3 separate regions of the Mus musculus genome follow, and regions 1 and 2 are each linked to region 3. The links are chromatin contacts, called in public promoter capture Hi-C maps. All regions are on one chromosome and are shown on one strand. The core of a region is the stretch at or near the end of the contact, and the rest is flanking DNA. Distances in the headings are between cores, read along the strand shown. Region 1 holds the start of Ppp1r12b (protein phosphatase 1, regulatory subunit 12B). Region 2 holds the start of Rnpep (arginyl aminopeptidase (aminopeptidase B)). Region 3 holds the start of Snrpe (small nuclear ribonucleoprotein E).

What was found. Promoter capture Hi-C pulls out the DNA fragments that hold promoters and counts their contacts. Capture Hi-C pulls out chosen DNA fragments and counts their contacts.
Region 1: a promoter capture Hi-C map of liver shows a contact between it and region 3, with 4 times the contacts expected there. The contact joins the promoter of Ppp1r12b here to the promoter of Snrpe in region 3. A contact is called at or near these places in 2 of 39 promoter capture datasets (erythroid cells and liver).
Region 2: a contact with region 3 is called in a promoter capture Hi-C map of liver, with 2.4 times the contacts expected there. The contact joins the promoter of Rnpep here to the promoter of Snrpe in region 3. A contact is called at or near these places in 2 of 9 other capture datasets (adipose tissue and liver).

What each region holds. Positions count from the first base shown.
Region 1 is chr1:134,954,109-134,957,349 of GRCm38.p6, forward strand. Ppp1r12b (protein phosphatase 1, regulatory subunit 12B) reads right to left here and starts at 1,832. Exons shown (of 24, transcript NM_001368827.1): 1 at 1,384-1,832. The coding sequence starts at 1,674.
Region 2 is chr1:135,282,068-135,285,412 of GRCm38.p6, forward strand. It overlaps Rnpep (arginyl aminopeptidase (aminopeptidase B)), which reads right to left and starts at 2,017. Exons shown (of 11, transcript NM_145417.3): 1 at 1,495-2,017. The coding sequence starts at 1,941.
Region 3 is chr1:133,608,467-133,611,815 of GRCm38.p6, forward strand. Snrpe (small nuclear ribonucleoprotein E) reads right to left here and starts at 1,814. Exons shown (of 5, transcript NM_009227.3): 1 at 1,698-1,814; 2 at 1,252-1,278; 3 at 431-493. The coding sequence starts at 1,751.

The DNA of each region.
Region 1 (3,241 bases), core at 582-3,081, 1.3 Mb after region 3:
TTTGATTGGTTGGTTTTTTGAGACAAGGTTTCTCAAAAAAGGTTTCTCCCCTGTCCATCCTGGAACTCACTCTATAGACCAGGCTGGCCTCAATCTCAGAGATCTGATTGCTTCTGTCTCCGATGTTCTGGGATTAAAGGCATGGTCATCACCACCCGACAAAAAGTTGAATCTTATGTGCACTCATTCAGGTTGCACATACAGCAAAGGAAAACTAAGAAAGAGAGCTGTGAGCTGTGGATGTAGCTCTGTCGGTAGAGTTCTTGCCTGGCTTGATCCTCAGCACTGCCCAGACTTTGCAGTCCCAGCACTGGGGACATAGAGGCAGATGGATCAGCTACATGGAGAGTTCTAAGTCAACCTGAACTACATGAGCATCTGTGTGGTTGTTTTTTAAAAATAAAATAAAATAAAATAAAATAAAAATAAAAGAGAGGTGAAGGAAGAGGAAGAGGAAAAAGGAAGGAAAAAAGAAAGAAAGAAAAGAGAGAAAGAAAAGAGAGAAGGAAAGAAAGAGAAGAGACGAGAAGAGAAAAGAGTGGGTGCCCAGGTCTCAGCTCACCAAAATAACTGGCGAAGTTCAAATGGGGAGAGAGGGTGGAGTTATGACAGTCAGTATACAGAGAATATTGTTGCATAAGTGAGAGAAATCAAGGCGTTATTATTAAGCACAAGAACTCTCAGATTACCTGTAACTCGTATATATAGTCATTTCTTTTTTCGAAGGTTACCATTTCTACAGACAGATTCAGAAATAAAGTTGAAAGCCTACTCCATAAGTCCTAGACAGAAATAATTCTGTCCCTGACTGAAGTAGTGCTGCTGTAGAGAAAATGAGACACCCATAACAATGAGGTCAAGGGTGTTCTAAGGGTGGCCTGGAGAAGACACAAATCACACATCAGCAAAACAAGTGGCGTTTCAAAAAAGCTGCCTGTCTCCATCCACTAGTGGGGTTTCCCTTTAATTGACCCTAAGACATTTTAATAACTAGGCCACGCAAATAGAAAGTTGAATTTTCTGAAAGGGGAGCAGGCTAATGACAGTGTGAGTGGCATGAGGTACAGGCACAGGAGAGAAGTAAAGATGACTAATCTATAAAGATAACACCAAGGACCAAATCATCAGTCACCATGACAACCCAAGTAGGTGGAGGGAAATACAAACACTGACCAGTCACCCGGGTGACACCAGTCCTTCAAGTAAAGACCCACACCCTGGTTATGAGTGGAAGAGGGTGGCCAAGAATGTGAGTTGACTGAAGTGGCATGGTCTTTGCAAGAGGGCTTTGCGGTGACACTATATATACTCTTGGTGAGGCAACTCACCGGGGTCACAAGCTTGCAGGTCAAAGACCCCACACAACAGAAAGAGAAGTCCTACCTGGTGCAGGGCTGTCAAGCCGTCCACGTTGACCGTGTTGATGTCCGCACCTCTTGCCAGAAGCTTTTTCACCTCGTCCGTGTCCCCGCTGGAGCAGGCAGCTAGAAAGACCGCACCGTCTTCGAAGCGGACCCTGGGGCTCCCGCGTCTGGTCTGCAGCTGGCGCCCCGCGCCCTGTCGCTCCGCGGGCTCCTGCTCTGTCAGCGAGCCTCGCCAGCGCCGCAGCTGCTCAGCCCGCCGCGCTCGCGCCGACTCTGCTCGCTTCCCTCCCAGGTGCTCCAGCTCCGCCATTGCTCGAGCTTCCGCAGCTGCTGCCAAAAGTACCACCACAAGACTGTTGGTAGCCCTGTGTGGCCACTGCCGCCTCCCTCGGAGGGCTTCAGCCAGGGAATGAAGGCGGAGGCCCCCGCGCCGCCATCTTTACTCCTCCCGCTAGTAGCACCGCCCACATGCTCCCTTAGCTTCAGCACGCACGCGCTGCCCAACCCCGCGTCAGTACGGGACTTGTAGTAGGAGACCTGCCCTGAGGGCGCACTGGAGCCCTACGGGAACTACACATCCCTGGATGCATTACAAACCAGTCAAGGACAAGCTGCACCCTCCTCCGAGGGGGAATCTAGCACCTATGCCTGGAAGAAGCTGCAACTGTCTCCCAGACCGGTGGCATCCTCTTTCTCTAAGCATTTTGGGAATCGTAGTTTTTTTTATTGCTGCGATCACTAAGCTGAACTCCCTCCCTAATAGTCACTTAACACTTCAAGAGTGGAAAAAGCAGCAGTAATTACCCTTATTTTCTAGAAAAGAAGACTAAACATGAAGTAACAGAAGGATGATATTTCATGTCCTGTTTTTTTTTACATCTAGTTTTATTAACATGTATTAGTTATGAACGTGCATGGAGAAAAGTATGCATACACATACAGTATTATAGTTTTACATAAATTATTTTCAATATGACATTCACTCCAGGTCCAAAAAGATTCCTGACTGTTGAAATTTTTCATTTCACAAATTTCACACACACACACACACAAAATGTGAACACGATTAGGTCATCAGAAAAAAGAACTTTTATTATTTCCTAACAAATGAACACTTGCCCGTTGCTCATTTTCTATTGGAATAAACTAGGAATCAAATGTTGAAGAAATAAGTAATGCCAGGCAACTCACACCTGTAACCCCTGCACCCAGGTTGCCAGGAGTTTTAGAGCAACCTGGACTACACTGTGAGTTCAAGGTTAGCCTGGGCTACAGAGTGAAACCTGTCAAATCTATTCCCCTGTGAAAAACAAACCACAAAAGGCAAGACATTCAACGTCATCCTTTGCTGCATAGGCAGTTCCCGGTGGCCTGGACGACGTGACACTTAGTCTCAATAAAACAAAAGCTCTTTAACAAGTAATGAGATTTTCTTGGTAATTTGTCAACATGGAACCTCTTCTTATTAATAATTAAAATTACCCAAGTTCTCAAATAGAACTCTGCCAAATTGATAAGAGAGATATTGATACCAAGATAACGTAGGAACCAGGCATGGTGACACGCACCTGTTATCTTGGAGGATCAAGAGTCTGAGACCAGGCTGGCAAGATGGCTCAGCAGTTAAGAGCAATGACTGCTCCTCTGAAGGTCCTGATTTCAAATCCCAGCAACTACATGGGTTGACATGTCGACAAATTACCAAGAAAATCTCATTACTTGTTAAAAAGCTTTTGTTTTATTGAGACTAAGTGTCACGTCATCCAGGCCAGCCAGGAACTGCCTATGCAGCAAAGGATGACTTTGAACCAGATAGCTCACAACCATCTGTAATGAGATCTGATGCCCTCTTCTGGTGTGTCTGAAGACAGCTACAG
Region 2 (3,345 bases), core at 767-3,266, 1.7 Mb after region 3:
CAACCCTTTGGAAAGCAGAGAGAGGCCTCAGCCATGATGTTTTGAAGGACAATAATTGATTCTGCTCTATAACTTAAAGATAGTGGAAGAGCCGGGCGGTGGTGGCGCACGTCTTTAATCCCAGCTCTTGGGAGGCAGAGGCAGGCGAATTTCTGAGCTCGAGGCCAGCCTGGTCTACAAAGTGAGTTCCAGGACAGCCAGGGCTATACAGAGAAACCCTGTCTCAAACAAACAAACAAAAGATAGTGGAAGGATAATGAGCAGGGTTTCCTAAGATGTGCAAGGCACTTGTCTAAATGTTTGACAACATCCGGTGAACGTCTAAACCTAGGCACCTGATACGGGCCAGGCATGATGGCACACTGCCAGGAGTCCCAGCACCCAGGAAGCTGAGGCAGGAGGATTACAAACTCAAAATAGATTCTGTTGTTAACTTTGACAACTTTAGAGTATGCAAATTTAGGGAGGGTTTAATTTTCCAATCCTGTTTAATTTCTAGCTCCCACTGAAAATTAGGACTCAAAATATAGCAGAGGAACCAAAGATATTTCCCAATGTCCAGCTTCCGCCCAGGCACCGACGGGAACTTGGCTTTGCTTTTGGTGCTAGGTTAAACCATGGTGCTTTCAGTTTCCCAACAAGTTCTATCGCAAGGCTCGCTTATTCCTCCAATCAAAGGAGGAAGTCAAGTGCTCTTTGGGTCAGTAAAGGGGAACTGTTAGCTGGATAAGCAAGCTCCAATAGTCTGCCAACAGCTTTGGTGAACCTTGTAACCCAGCCTAAGGCTGTCACTCTTACAAATGTCCGCTATGAATAGTTACCTAAACTTCCAATATTCATCCAACTCTGAAAACCTTAAGACTTAAGAGCCAACCGTTATTGAGAAGGCTGAATTATTATAAAGTCTAGAGTACTCTAATTACACATTCCCATTTTTGCTCGGATTCTTTTAAGTCAATAGCAGGATTTCAAAGGAGGAAGTAAAAATGCTTCTCGGGCTGTTTTAACCTGTGCAACCAAAAGGGCTTGCTAGCACATGAAAGGACCCTGTCAGCATCCAGCTAATTAACCAACACTGTCCAGGCTCCAGCAAGGAGAATTATAAAACAAAACAAAAAGCAAAGTTTGCGAAGCAAGTTTCTCATCCTGAAAAGACAGAGGCTAGCGGACAAGTCGGTCCAGCACGTGTGTGTCAGAGGTGAGGCAGGGCAATCTAAGGCAAATAATCCCGACAGAGACCAGGAAGGCAGGAAGGAAGGACGGGTAGGAGGAACAAAGCACCGGCTGGAGAGGTTCGAGCCCAGGAATGGGGAGCACGGGGCAGGAATCCAAAGCCGGCTTCTGGGGAAGAGAGTAGGGGCACGGGGATCTCCCGCGGAAGCTGCGGAAGCAGAGCCAGATTTCCTGCTCTCCATCTCTGGGCTGCTTAGGAGCAGCAGGCTGGCCAAGGGGGCTGAGAGAGGCCGGTGGCCCGGGCGCCCCGCGCGCACTCACCCCGGGTCCCTCCCCGACGCGGTAGGTGAGCTCCAGCTCGAAGCGATCGGCGGCACCGCAGGGCTGCCGGAAGGCCACGCACAGGGCCTGGCCATAGTGCGAGAAGGGCTGTGTGTGGAAAGGCACGGGCTCTGCCGGCGCCTGCTGGTCTCCCGGCTGTCCCCGTCGCAGCGTCGCCGCCGTCACCTCCAAGCAGCTGTGCGAGTCGAGCCGCAGCTCCGAGGCGCCCTCGGGAAGCAAACAACGCAGCTCCAGCGTCGCCGTGCCGCTCAATCCGCGGCTTCCCGGACCCGGGCCCGGAGGCCCGAACTCGGCCCGCAGGTCCAGGTGCAGGTGCAGGATCTCGAAGGCGCGGAAGCTGGAGGCCGAGGCCACGTCCACGGCTTGGGCCGAGTGCAGTGGCCGCCGGGCGGCCGCGCTGTAGTTGCCTGGTCCGCCGCTCTCCATGGCTCCTGAGCGGTTGCTCACCCGCCAGGAAGGTCGGTCGCTCCTCGGGTCTTGGCAGGCTCCGCCTCGAGGCGACGCGCCACCATGCGCCCCGCCCTCCGAGGAATTCGGGCGGCCACAGCCCCTAACCCCCTGGGGCTGTCCCCTCCCTTGTGGCACACAACCCCTCTTCCTGCTTCACACAGGTTCCTGTGCTACCCTGAGACCGAAGTAGGTGGTGTGGTGGGTCACCCTAGTTCCAGGTCACCCTTGAGGATTCCCCATCTTCTAAGCAGTCTGCAAGATGCAGGGGACCAGAACCTGGATTGAAAGGCTCTGGGTTTGAAATTTCACTCACTCTCTCCACTAGGCCAGTCATTAGGACATGTGTGACATCTTGAATGAATTGTAAAACAGGAGTTGTAATGCTGTTCTTCCGTCAAGGAAGATGTCTAGCGTGCTTAGTAAATAGCCACACACACACACACACACACACACACACACACACACACACACAAACCCCCGCAACCCCAGGCACACAGATCTTTAACGCTTTTGTGTCAGGACCAGAGACGTTTTGTGGTTGTTATATATCTATATGTTCCCACTCAACTTAAATTTAGTTGTTTCTATTTTTAATTTTTTCTTTTGAAAAAATATGGATGGGTGTTCTGCCCGCACGTATGCCTAGTGCCTGCAGATAGAGTCGGACCCCCTGGAACTGGAGTTACAGACCTTGTAAGTTGTCATTGGATGCTGGGAACCAAACCAGGTCCTCTACAAGAGCAGCCAAGGACTCTCAACCGCTGGGCCATCTCTCTACCCTCAAGTTAGATTTTTAAATGAGTTCATTAAGACTAGTTAAACTCCCTAGCTATTGAAATCATGCAACTTTAAAAAAAATTATTGTGTTACTATGTAGCCCAAGGTAGTCTCAAAATAGCCATCCTACATCAGCTTGAGGAGTTATGGGATTACACCCTTCCTAGATAATATTTGTTTATCAATGCTGGAGATCAAATGTAGGGCCTTAAGTACCCTAAACAAGCACTCTGCCTTTGAGCTACACCCTCATCCCTGCACGCATGGAAATGCTTAGTCGCCCATTGCATGTTCTTTGTATTTTCCTTGTGTGGCTCAGTTTGAGCTGGACACAGCGCTACATTTTGTTTCTCTTCTGTGACAGTGCCTTGCAGAGGCAACAAATGAAGAGATTAAGTGTAGCCATTTCCTAGGGATTGAAACTTTTCAGTCTTTTTTTTTTTTTTTTTTTTTTTTTTTTTGGTTTGTGGAGACAGGGTTTCTCTGTATAGCCCTGGCTGTCCTGGAACTCACTTTGTAGACCAGGCTGGCCTGGAACTCAGAAATTTGCCTGCCTCTGCCTCCCGAGTGCTAGGATTAAAGGTGTATGCCACCACACCCGGC
Region 3 (3,349 bases), core at 564-3,063:
CCTCTCATTTTGTTTTTGTTCCCTCTCCTCACAAACGAAGCTCTTCTTAAAAGTCTTAACTCTCCCTTCCTTTTTTTTTTTTTTTTTGGTTTTTCAAGACAGGGTTTCTCTGTGTAGCTCTGGCTGTCCTGGAACTCACTCTGTAGACCAGCCTGGCCTCAAACTCAGAAATCCGCCTGCCTCTGCCTCCCGAGTGCTGGGACTAAAGGCGTGCGCCACCACCGCCTAACCTCTCCCTTCCCTTCCTCTTAAGAGAAGTATTATCTAACCCTATTAACCAGAGCAAGGAGAAAAGGCTAAATAAATAACTCCAGCTCTGAAGAGCTTTCTTTGGGTTGGGTCCTTGACGCCTTGTATATTGTTCTTACTGGCCATCTTCTGAGATGTCTTTTTTAATAACAACTTGAGGAAAAATAGCCTGGGTACTCACAATAATACAACCTTCTATCCGCATATTCACTTGTTCATACAGCCACACCTGAATTCGAGATCTCTGAAATAAAAATAATGACTTTAGAAATGTAAACAAATCCCACTCCATTACTTTGTTTCCACAATAAACGACTTATCTTAAAAATTCCAATAAATATAAGCCAAAAACTAGAACTAGTTAGTCTTCATCTAAGAGCTAGCAACACTGGTTAACCTGCTGAGAAACATTTAATAAGTGCTCGGGCAGGCCTGTCCAAACTAATTTTCCTACTCTGAAAATTTATTTTTGCTTCTGGCATGAATACACTTACAGTTAGAACTGTTCACAGGATAGTACAAAGCGAATCTGGCGATTAAAAATTACAATGGCTTAAAACGATTTTTCATCTGTGTTGTAACACTCTAAAATAAACATCGCTAAAATCTCCTCAAAGAAGAGCATTTGCCACTCGCTTCTCTGTATATAACGCCCCCACTCCCCCAAACCCCGCTTTGGTGTCTTTTCTCCATTCTAAGTCCAACTATGGAAAAAGCACTATGCAACTGTCACTGCTAAATCCGATGACAAATCGTTCTTACAGAGTAATTTTAATAGTAAATATAATTACATTGTTCTTACAGAATAATGGTAACTGTGTGCATCCTTAAGTCAGCACGGACATATTAATAATTAGCGCTTTCCCTGTGACCTTATCCTCAACTCTGGTTCTCCCCCCCCCCCAATTTTTTAGTCTAAGCACTAGAAACAGAGAATTTGTTACAAAGAGTCAAACAGGCCCAACTTTCATTTCAGTAACAGTAAGGAAACAACTTACGTACATTTTGCAAGTATCTGAAGATAAGGTTCTGCAGCACGGCGATCAAGGAAAAGAACTACACAAACAGCGGAGCCTCCGCTCCCAACCGCGCCGGACTCTCCAGCGCCCCAAGGTCCGGCCGGGCTACATCCGCAAGCACAAACGACCGCCGGGAGCATGCGCTCCCTCCCCACCGCCCTCGTTTCTCCAACCTTCCCGATGGCCCACATCCTCCTCTCCTCCTCGGTATCCCCCGCTTTCATCGCGGATCGCCAGCCTGGCCGGGTCCACCCGGAGCCCGCCTTCCGCCTCCCGCCTCCCGCCGCCCTTCAACTCCGCGCGCTTTCCTGCCTCCCCGTTCGCCCCAGGGCCTCACGGGAAGCGGCCCGCAGCGGGCTGCCCGGCTCCCCGCCCACGCTCACGGCGCCTACGGCCCCCAAAGCCCCGAGTTCACGCAGCGTAGGATACGATGGGCTGCACCATCACCTTCTGCACCTTTTGGCCCTGGCCGCGGTACGCCATGGTGGAAGTCACAAAGACCACACGAGTAGGAAGGCCGCCTCGGAAAGCGACTTCCGGAAGCAAGACCCGGAAACGGAAGTGCAGTGGTCGTCGGCGACGCGGGCCGGTCCTGGGGAACGCCTCTCTAGGCCAGGAGCCGCTTTTTCTCTATGCTGATAGACTCCGCCGGCGGCCTTCCGACTCAACCGCTCTTTGAAGTCGAGGTCGGTCCTACAGCGCCACCTGGAGGTAGGCTGAGAGGCTTGCCTCTGCCTAGGTGCTCTTCTGAGAGCTGCTCTGGAATTTAGAGGCGGCATCTTGTCCAGAACCATCTGCAGACTCCCCTTATTTGTTTTGGGCCCCAGAGCTAGTCTAGATGGTCATGCCCGAAGCAGTGGTGGAGTTGTGGCTTGTTCAATAACAGATTCAACCCTCATCACCTTTATGCAGAGTTAACTGTTGCAGTGGCAACTGAAGATGGCAATCTAACTAGCTTGGAGGTATTGAAATCGGCTTGTTGGACTCAGATCTCTCTCAGTTGTGTGACCGGTGATAATTAAGTCATTAGGCCTCAGCATCTCCGTCCCGCAAGGGGACAGGAGGTGAAGATTCAGGGAGGTAGTAGTGCACAGGTGCTCCTAGAACACATCTGTAATCTCAGCTTGTGGAAGGCGCAAGGTGAGTATGACCTTAAGCTAAGTAGTACGTTCCAGATCTAAGCTACATGAGGCCTTGTTTCAAAACAAAACAACCTACATGGTATACAACCTGATAAACTTAAGGTAAGTTAGAAATGTAAGTTAAAAAAAAATGCATTTAATGCAGATACCTTGGGCCCAGGGGAGATGATTCGGTAGGTGGGACATGAGGTCTGTCAACCAGCACCTACACAAAATTACATGCCTGTAATTCCAGAGACAGGAAGGAGGGTGCCTGGGCTGGATGGCCAACTAGTCTAACTTAATCGCCAAGTCCTAGGTTCAATGAGAGACCCTGTCTCAGAAGGTAGGGTGAAGAGTGACTCAGAAGGACACTTGATGACATCCTTTGGCCTCCACATGCACACAGAAAATTGTTGAAAATGTATATGCCTAGTCTACTCAATGCCATCGCTTAGCAACACAACATAGCAGCCTTTCTTGAAGCTGCAGCTGCCCCCCACCTCACCAGAAAGTACCTAGAGCTGCTTACCAGGGAAATGATCAAAATTTAAAATGCAAAGTCTGATTTTTTTTTTTTTACAGAATTCATATTGCTTTCACACCATCTTTAGGATGAAGAATTGTAAGTCAGGAGCTATCTGGATGTGTGTGTGTGTGTGTGTGTGTGTGTGTGTGTGTGTGTGTGTGTTAAAGCCTCGTCCCCCACCCCACAACACAAGTAGCAAGAAAAGGGACTGATTAACCTGATTAACCATGCCTATGTTAGTTAGTAACCATGCCTATGTTAGTTAGTAACCATGCCTATGTTAGTAGTAGGCAAGCCTACTCAGTTTTCTGTTAGGACAGGGCTTGTGGCCTGGTTCAAAGTCTATCTAATATTTTAAAATATTTAATATTTAACATTTATTTAAATATTCTCTTTCTAACAAGGAAGCTGAGCCTTGAAAGGATTTTGGA